2 separate regions of the Mus musculus genome follow, and region 2 is linked to region 1. Evidence: chromatin contacts called from public Hi-C data. All regions are on one chromosome and are shown on one strand. Each heading gives the region's core, a stretch centred on a gene start, on an enhancer-like site or on the middle of the called end of the contact. The rest is flanking DNA. Distances are from core to core; before and after follow the strand shown.

Region 1 (6,434 bases), core at 2,829-5,328:
TTTCCTTCTGACTAGCCCTTCAGCTGTTGAGACACAATACATTTTTCCCCAGGCAAAATCCCCAGGCTACAATAACTGAGTCTCATGTCTTTTAGGCAGTTTTCCAAACATTATCCTTGCGTATCTGATTATCCATCAGTTGTAGTTCTAGTTCATATTTAATCATGTAAATCATACTGTTAAAAAGGAAAAATAGTCCGTTTAAGATAATACTCAGATACCAAGTTAATCTTCCAATATTTTTCAATTGTTGACTACCGCCACATTTTTTATTAACACCAACACTACCTACATTTGGCCCTGGAGACAGGAGTCTCCCCATCAGCCATCCCTTCCCTGACTCCCCTTCCTCAGCCTCTCGAGGTTGACTGAGCATCAAAGACACCATTCCAAACAGCAAGAAATAATTTAGGTGAAGATGAACTACAACGCATTTAAATGAGGGAAATTTATTAAATAAATAAAAATTGAACAAACTGTTAAAAAACAAAAACTTTCAAACCATTATAGACTAAAAATAAAAACCATAAGGCTGTGTGCTCAACCCCAAGCTTTCCACAGAGAAATTAAAATGCATTCTAACAAAACCGACTTGATTTACACTGCAAACATTCTCACTTAGTATGCAATTCTATCATCAAAGTTTATGGTTTGACTCCAATACCCATTCAAGTACTAAGTCATTATGCATGCAGTTGAGAGAGAGAAAGAGAGATTGATTCAAAAGCAGACCTTAACTGTCTGTTCTTACAATTTAGTTCTTATTTCTAATAAAAATTAAAATTAAAAAAATTTTTTAAAAAACCTTTCATACAGATGATATGAAAAAGCACACACCAAGTGGGTGGGGTGAGGGTGGGAGTGTAAGAGGAGTGGACAATATATATATAAAGAACAAAGTAGAATAAACAAGTAAAAGAAACATGGGGAAAAAGCATTTTCAAAGCTCGGGGAAAAAGCATTTTCAAAGCTCGGGGAAAAAGCATTTGTTCTGTAAGCCTGGGGACCTAAGTTCAAATCCCCAGCATCCATATAAAAAGCTGTGCATGCCTGTGAACAAAGTGGATGAGAGGCAGAGACAGGAAGATCACAAGAGTTAGATGGCCAGCCAGCCTAACCAAAACACAAGCTTAACACCACACACACACACACACACACACACACACACACACTACCCAACTTCCCAACACAGAAGACTCTTCAGCTTTCTAACTACAATAATATCTATTACAAAACAAATGGCCATTTAAATGGAGTGGGAGGGAGATTAGAAAGAAAAGGGCAGGAATGTGTGTGCATTCCACATGTATGCACTTAAGCATAAGGGAGCACAGGGAGATAGATCGCTGTGTGGGATACAGAAAGAGCTGCCCGTCCACAGGGGAGAGTAGGCCAAGTGTTTGACAACACTGTACTGAGAAAAGTTTTGTTTCTTTAAGTAGCTCTTCTTAAATTAATCCACTCTCTGAGGCACAGAAACATTTATGACACAAATGGATGGAAGTGGCTCAACCTGCACTTAAACCAGGAAGACAGACAAGCACATTGGGTGGGTACTAGCATTGGTGTGTACTACTGGGTGTGTGCTAGCATTGTTGTGTACTTCTGGGTGTGTGCTAGCATTGTTGTGTACTTCTGGGTGTGTGCTAGTATTGGTGTGTACTTCTGGGTGTGTGCTAGCACTGGTGTGTACGTCTGGGTGTGTGCTAGCACTGCTGTGTACTTCTGGGTGTGTGCTAGCATTGGTGTGTACTACTGGGTGTGTGCTAGCACTGGTGTGTACTTCTGGGTGTGTGCTAGCATTGTTGTGTACTTCTAGGTGTGTGCTAGCATTGGTGTGTACTTCTGGGTGTGTGCTAGCACTGGTGTGTACTACTGGGTGTGTGCTAGCATTGTTGTGTACTTCTGGGTGTGTGCTAGCATTGTTGTGTACTTCTGGGTGTGTGCTAGCATTGGTGTGTACGTCTGGGTGTGTGCTAGCACTGGTGTGTACTACTGGGTGTGTGCTAGCACTGGTGTGTACTACTGGCTGTGTGCTAGCATTGGTGTGTACTTCTGGGTGTGTGCTAGCATTGGTATGTACTACTGGGTATGTGCTAGCATTGGTATGTACTATTGGGTATGTGCTAGCATTGGTGTGTACTACTGGGTATGTGCTAGCAAGGGTGCTAACTGCAAGACAGAGAACAGTGTGTCAGAGTGAGAACACCACACCAAATCCCATTCTGAAGGGGAAAGAAACAAAACAAAACCAAAATCCAGTACCTCCTTAGTACTTCCTGATGCAAAGGATACTTAACTCCAGAGAGATAAATCTATTAGTACCTATAAACTGCTACTAGGGGCTTCGTTTTCCTCAAGGACTTAAGAGAGAGAATCCAGCCGGGCGGTGGTGGCACATGCCTTTAATCCCAGCACTTGGGAGGCAGAGGCAGGCAGATTTCTGAGTTCAAGGCCACCCTGGTCTACAAAATAAGTTCCAAGACAGCCAGGGATACACAGAGAAACCCTGTCTCGAAAAAATAAAATAAAATAAAATAAAATAAATAAAATGAAATAAATAAAAAGAGAGAGAGAGAAAATCCTTGACCACTACACAAAGAACACAAAGTCTGTGCGCGCTACATGGCTAACACATATCTCCAATTATATTTAAAGACATTTTTACAGCCTTTGTGCCAAGCTTACACTGCCAGCTCTTAAAAAATGAATTGTAACATTTTAAAGCTCTAAGGCTGGCTAATCGAGTCTGATCACAGTAGTTTACAATGGCATCAGAGGAACTTTTATTAGCTGCTGTTGCTACATTATAATGTTGAACATAGAGAGAGCAAGTAGGAAGGTAGATCCATCAGCTACACTCTCACCAAGAGCCCAAGGCACCAAAACGTCCGAATTGGATTTTTATATAGTCCTTGGAATAAATTCAGCTACACGTTTTTAAAGGTCCTAGAATTAGGAATGACCTAAGAGCAAATGTATTCATGTCTCCCAAATGTAACTAAAGAATGTAAAGTCTCATGGGTGAGGCAAACAGGAAAGGATGTTAAGATTTTTTAATAAGCATTAGTAATACTGATGTGAAGGGTGTCTATGATTGGTAAGGGACAGAGTCCCACCACTAAGATGTATTCTCAATTCATTTGAAAACCAGGAAGCAGTGCTCCCACATCCAACTCCAAAACAACAGCTTGTTATGAGGGACTGAAAACCAGCCCCTGTCACACAGAAGCCAGCCAGCCCCTGTCACACAGAAGCCAACCAGACCCTCACCAGTGGCTTACACTGTGACTCACAACTGCAATGCCCCCATGGTCACAGCAGATGACGATGATGCCCTTCTGATGGCTCGTCTGCTGGGGCTAAGAACAACAGTTGAGAGATTTAAATCAAATGAGCTCTTTTCATTTCAGGTTTTTTTGGATGGTAAACTCCCAACTAGCTACACAAAAGAAAATTGATCCAAACTGAAATAAACTCTCTAAAATTTAAGGTTATTCCAACAAAAGGGTTAATTAGGAAAACAAATTTTCTCCGACTGTTAATAATGAGAACAACACACACTATGTGCCCATAAGTAATGCGCAGGTATCTTTGATCTTCAGCCCCACGCGGTTTCTACTGCCTACTGTAGCCTGGCCTCTGGGACTCTCTTAGAACCAGACATCTGGCTACTTTGTTGTTTCAGACTAATCTCCTCCCGAGAGAGCTCAAAAAAAAAAAAAAAATATATGACACCAGGCAAGGAGGGTCCTGGCAGGGAAAAACATGACAATATTAGCAGATTCCTTTCTAGTGGAGAGAGTACCAAATAGTCTTGGATTTCTATAGGTCCTCTGGAGCACCTCGGCCCTGGGCTTTACCCTGGCATGATTTTAAAGGGATGTATAGAGGACCATTAAGGCCCATCAATCATCTTGCAAGTCCACTGAATGTTAATCACAGGCTATTGTATGTGATGAGAAAGTTGTGGGGAAAATATAAATCAGATTAACTCTTCACCCATCTGTTAGGGTTGGGCGATGACTGATAAGACAAAGAGTTTTAATTGTTAGCTGAAGGCTACACTAAAACTATGGGACAGTGTCTGAGCTCTGCAAACACTGCTCATGCCTCCGGTCCAGCCAACTCCCTGGCCTGTTTCTTTTTTTAGCCGGGACTTTTCTTTTTTCTAAGGAATCTCTGACAACAACCTTCTGGAAAGGTTTTATAAAGTGGGTTTCTTTCTGTGGAAATGAAATTGTGCGAAGTGATGCAGGCTAAACAATTCAAAGTCAAGGATAAAAATGGTATTTTTGTAGCCATGGAACCATCAATATTTTCCCCAAGGCAACAAATTACCATGAGTATCTTAATACCTGTTTAGAGATTATTATTCAAGACCTAAAATCTATACAACAGAGGAAGAAAAAAATCATTTACTGTTTGCTCGACAAATAAATCAAGTAGGATAAATGCATGATATGAATCTGACACTTCATCCTAAAATCCCATTTCACATTCACAAATCACATTCTTACATGATTGCAAACTTCGGCAATATTTGAAATCACATGAGCACTGTCACATGGTATTGGTATGGCTCTTATGTGGTGACAGCACACTCACAACTGTCAAAATGTCCAAGAGGCACATCCTGGACGTACTGTAGAGGAAAATGCCTTTTGTTTTTCTCTATCTTCTTAATGATACTGATATGAACAATGCAGCGATTTCAACCTTATACTATCTTTCACTGTAAATTCCAAATGCCCTATTTTATCACAGTAAAACCTACTCTAACATCCACTGTAACAAAATATCAACTAGGATACTCAGGAAATACAACCTAGATCATAGGTAAATAGCTGCTGCTTCTTCTTTTCCTTTTCCTTTTCCTTTTTCCTTTTCCCTTTTTCTCTCCTCCCCTCCCCTCCCCTCCTTCCCTTCCCCTCTCCCCCTCCCCTCTCCTCCCCTTCCTTCCTTCCTTCCTCCTTTCCTTCCTCCTTTCCTTTTGGAGGTAGTTCCTCTGTGTAGCCCTGGCTGTCCTGGAACTCCATCTGTAGACCAGGCTGGCCTTTAATTCAGAGATCCACCTGCCTCTGCCTCTCCCTCCCGAGTGCTAGATTAAAGGTGTGCGCCACCACGTCCCATGGTAAACAGCTTCTAAAAACCAAGGAACAAATGTATTACTGGCATCAGATTATCATAATTCAAAACAAAGAGTTGGTAGATAACACTGAGGAAATCAATATCATTTGTTGTCCTGAGACAAGGTTTCACACAGCTCAGGCAGGCCTTCAACTCCTGACCCCCTCCTCCTTCCCAAGTACTGGGATTACACATGTCGTGTGGATACCTAAAATTAGAAATCTTAAATTGAATCAACCTAACATGACATTCAATTTAAAAGGCAAACACAAGGGATTTATTTTCTTACCACAAAGGAAATGCATTTCTTTGTGTATTCAGGCAAATCCTCAAATGAGTTAATGGTATACATATACATACATACATTGTTTACACTGGTGTTCTGCCTCCATGTATGTTTGTATGCGGGTGTCAGATCCCCTAGAACTAGAATTATAGACAGTTGTGAACTGCCATGTGGGTGTTAGGATTTGAACCTTGGTCCTCTGGAAGAGCAGCCAATGCTCTTGCCCTCTGAGCTACCTCTCCAGCCCCTCTCCATTTCTTTAGAGTTTCATATGTGAACACAAGCTTAAACACAGTCTGAATTCCCCAAGACTCTACCATCTTACCCCTGTTTCTTGATCTACTGAGAAAAAATACATGGAGAAAAAAAAAATGAAATGAATGAAAATTGGTTTAAATCAATTTCCCATAGGTTCTATCCCCCAGATCACTCAGGAACTTAAAATTTCATTTGACTATGTCTCAAAACTTTCTTTTCTGGGTAGGAGGTGTGCACGTGTGTATACACATGTTCATATGTGTGGGTGTGGGAGTGCATGAAAGCAGGTCTGTGTGCAGATAGATGTATGCACATGCCTGTGGAAACCCAGGGTTGAAGTCAATTGTCTCCTGTGGGAGCCTTCCTCTATCACTTTGCACCTTACCAGTGGGGTAGGACCCCTCAGCTGAAGCCACAGCTCACAGTGACTTCCAGCCTGGCTGGCCAGCCTTTCTCAGGGATTCTGTGTCTCCATCTTTCTTGTGCTGGGAATACAGGAAGTCACCAGACCTACTCAGCATTTACCTGGATTCTGGGGATCTGAACTCCCGCCCCCATGCCTGTATGGCTAGCACCAACCACAATGACATCTGCCCAGCTCCTTGAAATCTGTGAGCTTTAACAGCTCCAGTCCCCTTAGCTGACTAGGCGGCTCCCTGCAGCACACAAAGAAGGCTGATTTGATTCATTTCGAAAAAATTGCAAAGCATTCCTTCAATAATAATAATAATAACAACAACAACAACAACAACAATGGTGG
Region 2 (6,434 bases), core at 2,539-5,038, 95 kb before region 1:
GCTGAGTTGCTCGTTTGAATGCAGCTGCCAGCTCATCAAGGTAAAAGTAGGAATAAGGCGGCAGGTAAGGAGATAAAGATATGGACAATATATACACTCGAACTCAGATAAACACAGGCTATCTGCTGTGGACTACCCACTGATCCAACTCGGCCCTCCTGTCCCTAACCGTTTACCTACAAGTGACAAATCTCAAGATAACTCAGGTCAAATAAAGGTATAATAGCAACTTGTCATCTGTCCACAATGTTCTATCACATATGCAGGCCCCTCCTTAAAGAACAAATGCTACTAGTGACGTGGGAGGTAACAGAGTTCACAAACCTCAAAACTAAAGCACTTAGTATTGAATGTACAGAGACATATGATAGTGTAAGGCTTTTTTGTCTTTTGGTTTTTGGTTTTTGGTTTTTTTGATAGTGTAAGTTTTTAAAGGGTAAAATTTATCCACATTAACAATGAGGATGAAGCTTAGTATTACAGGCACAAGTATGATATTTTTAACAAACGTAACAAAAGTCATGTCTAGGAATGCTGTCTTTCAAGTCTGTCGGGGAAAGCCGCCAAGTTCATCTGTAAGCCATGCATCACACAGAACAGCTTCCTTGCAACCTACGAAAATAACAAAGTCCTGTCATTCCTGAACTTCTGGAGACCACAGAGAGGACAATCCTCACATTAGCTACAGGCAGGGCTTGAAAGATAAACACTGAGGCTGTGTGTCACAGAAAGCCAGTGACCAGGAGCAGGTCACAGAGGGAATCAGTTAGCTTGAATGGGGGATTAGCCTTACCTCAGCACCAAAGGTAAATAGATGGTGTTTCGGGTATTTCCAATGGTGTAGTGTCTATACACAGGTGTTTCTGCGGGCACTAAGAACCATCTAGAATCTTTAGCTCATTTACTGTCTGCGGTCCCTGTTCTCTCACCTACTTCTGCAACCCGCCTTCTCCCTCAGAGTAGAGGTTTGGCTTAAACAGTGACCTTGGTTTGAAGGCCAGAGGGATTGGGCAGGACCTTCAAGATAGCAGCAGAGTAGCCATCTCTGGGTTTGCTTTCCCTTTCCATTGTCTCATCAGAGAACAGTGCTCTCTGGAAGCTTTGAGATGCGATCCTGCAGCAGCTATTACAGCAAGGGAGCAGACTCCAGCTGACTTGATGCCAAGCCTGTGAGGAAACAGATTTGCCAGATGCATATGGGGGAAAGCACTTCTCACCAGTTTTTGTTTCAAATATGGCAAGTGCAGACAGATAAAACCCATATAAACCATGCTCTCTGGCCCTCAGCAAACATAAGCAAAAGGGTTTCCTCGCATCTCGGTATGATTTCCTGAGTGCTGGCATGAACCTTTTCTCACAATGGGCTGTGATTAGGAGCTTGGGGGAGGAGCATTATGGCGGGTACAGGGCAGTGCTACAGGTCGGGTGCTTTGGATTTGCTATTGTAGTAGGTGGGGCAATCCAGGCAGAAGAGGGAACAGAGAGGCTCTGGAGTGGACGATGGTGATGGTGCATGCTATTATTCAGCCGGTGTTCGGTGCTGTATCTCAAATGGACTGTTTCCCTGTCTTTCTCTGGGAGCTTAAACTCTAGGAGACTACAACCCAGCCTCCACATTTAAATGTCATTAAAGAGTGCTACCACATCTGCATAATCTGCTCCTACCTCCCTGCCTATGTCCACCTCTCCCATCCTTATAGGTCTCTGCACATGCTAGCTCTGGGTGCTGGGTCCATTTCCGACAGCTGCTCCTGCCCGGGCTTCCGTCAGTGGTAGCTTTCCAGTATCTCTTCCTGCTGAATATGCTGGTGTGCTATGTGTCTCTCTCCATTTGCATGAAGCACACTTGCAGCCTTCCACTTTTTCGTGTGTGGGGGATACCACTTGGTGCTAAAGTGCTTGCCTATACACAGGCCCTGGGTTTGAGCTCCATGCAGAGCAATGAAGGCACCATTTTTGTTTGGCTTCATCCTGGGCCAGTTCATGAGGGACTAAGCTTATTTGTGCTCCATCTAATATTTTCTGTTCTTAGGAATATGCCTAAAGCAGAATACTACTATCTCAATCAAGGGTTGTTTTCTGTGCAGTCGTGTGTGTGTGTGTGTGTGTGTGTGTGTGTGTGTGTGTAGAAGTCAGAGGTCAATGTTGGATAACTTACTTTACCACTCTCCACCTTTCTGTGGAGAATTTTAAAGAATCTTATGTTTTTTAGTGTTTTCCCTGCATCATGTATGTACACTATGCCCACAAAGGCCAGAAGAGGGCACTGGATCTCCTGGAACTGGAGTTACAGACAGTTGTGAACCACCATGTGGGTGCTGGGAATCAAACCCTGGTCCTCTCCAAGATCAAATGCTCTCAACCTCTCAGCCATCTCTCCAGGCAAGACTAGCAGGCCAACAAGCTCTAGGGTCATCTCGTGTTTGCAGCTCCCAGCACTGGGCTCACAGCTGTATGTCACCATGCCTAGAGTTTTATGTGAGCTGAGATCTAAAGACAGGCCTTCCATGCTTGCACAGTAAGCACTTGACAATGGAGCCATCTATCTCAGTGTCCTCAACCGAGTTTTCGGTCTCTAGGTACACTTGCTAACATACTTGCAAGCCACTACACACTCTGCAGGCGGAATCAGTTTTGAGCCAAGGCAAGAGATGATGCACTTACGAACTTAGAAGCCATTGCCCACAGAGGGTAGCTAATTTGCTCAAGAGAAACATTGATTTTTGAAGTCAGGATTTGATAAATCTCAAACCTACAACTCTATACTATATCTCTTTCTCTTATAGATTAAAAATATATGGACTCAGCCTCCATTGACACGTTTGGAATTCAAAATTATTTTTCCTAGAATCAATGATTAGTTTACAAACTTTAAGAAGAAATTTGCAAACTGAAGGCTTAATAAGCATGCTGCTTTTAATGCTTAAATGGTATAATATGTTGTAAAATTAAACAGTATTTAAAAACAACTTGAACAAACAGTGATTTTATACGAAGGCTATCTTAGGTGTGCATTCTGTCTGATATCTAAGTGTAAAGGGTAGTCCAAGAGATGAGGATAAAACAAAGCCAGAAGCTGTTTCCCCTGGCTATACCAAATTATCAACCTACATAAATATTCAGTAGAACATAGTGAAGACTTTCAGAAACTCTCCGCTGTGAAATTATTATGTTGAAAAAGGAATTAAATGAAAGAGTTTAAAATCTCATCATGAAATACTAGCAGGCCCCCTTTGTATCAGAATTACAACTTCCAGCTGTGTGTATTTCTTGCTATGAAGTCAAAGATGACCTTGGATGTATGGGCTTCTTGTCTGTACCTCCCAAATGGTGGGATCGTGCAGGTGTGCCACCACAGCTGGGATCTTAGTCAGGGCTTCCTGTGCACTAGAAAGGCTGTCTACTAATAACCAGAATATACCCTACTACAGGAACAGCAAACCAAGAGTCTAGAATAACTATAAATCCTAACAATTTATCATCTTATTTAAAAATGACTATTTCTAGAGTCAAAATTTGATCTCCTATTCACAGGGTTTTTGTAGTTTTACTCAATGATAATTACAGGACACCTGTGCTACAGTGGACACATGATAGATGCCAGGGAAATACCACGGTGTGGGGCATTTAGTTTCTACCCTGAGCCAAGTATCAACAAGTGGAGGGCCAAGAAATGAGAAGGCTAGATGCTGGGGACAATGGAGACTCACTCAGACAGGCAGGGTGTCTGACAGGGAAGGAGTGACTCCTAACTTGCTAACCTTAGGCTGCAATGACTCTGGATGGCCATGGCAGGTAGAGATGGGAGGTGCCAGGAAATGGCCTGGGGCAGGAATGGAAGGGATGTGGGGAGGAAACAGCAGGGATAGACTAGAGAGTGCACTCCTGACAGGCCACAGGGAGTAATAGGACTGGAAACAACACTGACTTTCATGCAAGACATTCATGAAAAAATAACCAGTCCTACTTAATAGCCTTCTTAGCTTCTATAAATTAAATTTAAAAGGGTAATTAGATTGGAGAATACTTCCAATGGCGCAGTCTGGAATTTAGCTTTCTTTGGCCCAAAACCTTTTTATGTGTGTGTGGTATTATACCAACCGCTGAAGGAGTGTAAGATGGGGTAAGGAAGTTGGCTTGATGGCAAGCCTGACCAGCTTCCCATGCTGCTGAGTTCACTGTGCTCTGAAGGCCATTTATTACTACAGTAAACTTAGTCTTCTGGAGTTTTTGTTAGCAAGGAGTTATTTCTATTCAGAAATGGACAATTCAAAGACCTGCCCCCACCCCAAGCTGTATGGTAATGTACACTGCGGTGTACTGGTGCAGTCTGTGGGGGCCCAGGTCATCAATTATGTATAGAAATGTACAGTTACAGCAGTAGCCAGTGTCATGGGCCTGTCGGGGCTTGCTTAGGAGGAACAAAACCATCTCACCGTGTCCACTCTAGGTGAAGATGAGGACGTTCTACAGAAAAGAGGAGTAATTTTTAATGTATAGATTGACTTTTTGGAAGGGATGAATTTTAAAAGCACACTTGAAGCCAGAAACATAATGAGGGAGGAAAGCCTTGAAAACAGACACAAGAAAAGGTACACACTGCTCATCAAGGCACGCTTTAGAATACAAATTCATTGTTCATATATATCTGAGGGAAAAAGTAACAAATAGGGGTCACCAAGCTCCAACCTCTTTGAGCCAAATCCAATGAGTTCTGCATTAACAACAAGGGGTAGTCATGTTATTTCAAATCAAATGCATGCAGTCAGCAAGCTGACTCGCTAACTGAGGTGTGCGCTTTCATTCTAAATGAATGAAGTGTGTTTACAAACTGATCTGGGAAAGCCAGGGTGGTGAGGGAAATGCGATCGCAGCTAATCTTAAGGAGTTCTCCACTATGCCAGGCATAGCCGAAGCGTCACTGGGATTTCAATACATTTATTTCTATACATTGCGGCAGAAACTTAGTTACTCTCTCTCTTCCTCTAGTGGGTAGACGGGGCAGCAGCTGGACTGCTTTATATTTAAACATGGAATGGAATTCTGGTTCTCTCTCACCACCTACAGAAATGTGCTTGAAAAAAATTGAAAAAGGTGATTTTCTTGGAGTGAAATCAGTATATTCCCTTTCCTGCAAGGTGTCTGACAGGCTTTTAAACACCTATGAGTCATGTTTTCAAGAAGCAGACAGAAAACTAAAGTGCATAAAGATGGCGTTTACATTTTCTGGAGCTTGCAGCCTGAGATGTATATCCGCCATCTTCATAGATGCTTTAATGCCTAGTTATTCCATGATGACTTGACTACCATGTACATATTTCGAGGCAGGCAGTGATGTAATCGTTGTACGTTATTCAGGAGAGCTCAGCAGTCTCGTTCTGTCATTACAACACAGACGAGGTCACACGCCGTGCTCCTCTGTCACACTTTGCAAAGCTGAAAGCACATTTAATACCAGCCCCAAAGCATTCGCAATGCCCGGAACAGACGATAACCAAATCTACTCTCTTACTGCTTTAAATTTAAAGTGGGCATAATTTACTGATCATTTATATAAAGTATAATTTAGCAAAGCAGACGTCCACAAGTGCTGAAATATTTGATTTTCTCAGCTCTTGATTTTTTTAACAAATGATATATGCCAGTTTCATGCATGAAAATCCTCACATATTTTAACTCAGTCAGTGAGCCCTGTGGCACAGAGCCTTAGCTACCACAAGCTACAGTCTAACACGCGACCTGTTGGACCTACCGAGGTGTGCCTCCCATCCACACTTATTAAACGTTTTACAAACTCAGAAGCTGACTTGAGACCATTTTTAAAATCTTTTATTATGAATTTTTAAGTTCATATTTTATTAAAACAATAATGGGAAGAAGATTTTTCAGGCACCTGACTGCCATGTGAAAGGTACTTTACATAAGTTAAGTAAATCTTCAAAAATCTATTGGTGGCTGTTGCTCAGAATGGGAAATAACCTGCCAGGAAGGACGCAGCCACCACGGAACCCTCCAGTTGCTCCTGCCACTCACCCCTGGACCTCAACCCTCAGGCACAGCTGAGTGGGGCTCTGTGACAGCACACAGCTCCCTTTTAATCACCCTTACTTTATTTCCCTGACTGCCTTATTTATGACGGATCCCCCCCCCCCCACCGACCCCAATCTTCTTTCTCCTACCACTTACATCATCCTAACACGTTTGATGTTTGTCTACAGGCTGTGGAGCCCAGGTTTGCACACAGCTTTCTCTAACCCAAAGTCCCTTTTCCTATTTGACCACAGCTGGTTTACTTTCAAATACAGCACGTCCATAATAGAGGTTTCCAAAAGCTAAAACTGAAGGAAACAGCGCTTTCTCAAAATGCATCCACACCCCCTGACCTCTACCCACAGCCTATAGCTGACGAAAGCTGCTTCACTCAGGGAAGCCGG

What was found. Hi-C and Micro-C count contacts between places; a contact is called where the count stands out from the background.
Region 2: a Hi-C map of the N1E-115 cell line shows a contact between it and region 1, with 3 times the contacts expected there. The contact joins two enhancer-like sites. A contact is called at or near these places in 1 of 39 promoter capture datasets (the C10 cell line), 2 of 15 datasets of contacts at CTCF or cohesin (large pre-B cells and pro-B cells), 13 of 484 Hi-C or Micro-C datasets (the C10 cell line, the N1E-115 cell line, embryonic fibroblasts and 4 more) and 2 of 115 datasets of contacts at active chromatin or transcription factors (the 230-238 cell line and embryonic stem cells).

The regions. Positions count from the first base shown.
Region 1 is chr8:78,547,800-78,554,233 of GRCm38.p6, reverse strand. All of the region lies in intron 4 of Slc10a7 (solute carrier family 10 (sodium/bile acid cotransporter family), member 7), which reads right to left. Among named protein-coding and RNA genes, the nearest start is that of Slc10a7, 42 kb to the right of the region's middle. Within about 2 kb of position 4,078, at least 8 of the 459 cell types and tissues checked have an H3K27ac peak or open chromatin away from gene starts, as enhancers often do. A contact at or near this core is called in the N1E-115 cell line, where this site is marked.
Region 2 is chr8:78,642,190-78,648,623 of GRCm38.p6, reverse strand. All of the region lies in intron 5 of Slc10a7 (solute carrier family 10 (sodium/bile acid cotransporter family), member 7), which reads right to left. Among named protein-coding and RNA genes, the nearest start is that of Gm39203, 29 kb to the left of the region's middle. Within about 2 kb of position 3,788, at least 4 of the 459 cell types and tissues checked have an H3K27ac peak or open chromatin away from gene starts, as enhancers often do. A contact at or near this core is called in the N1E-115 cell line, where this site is marked.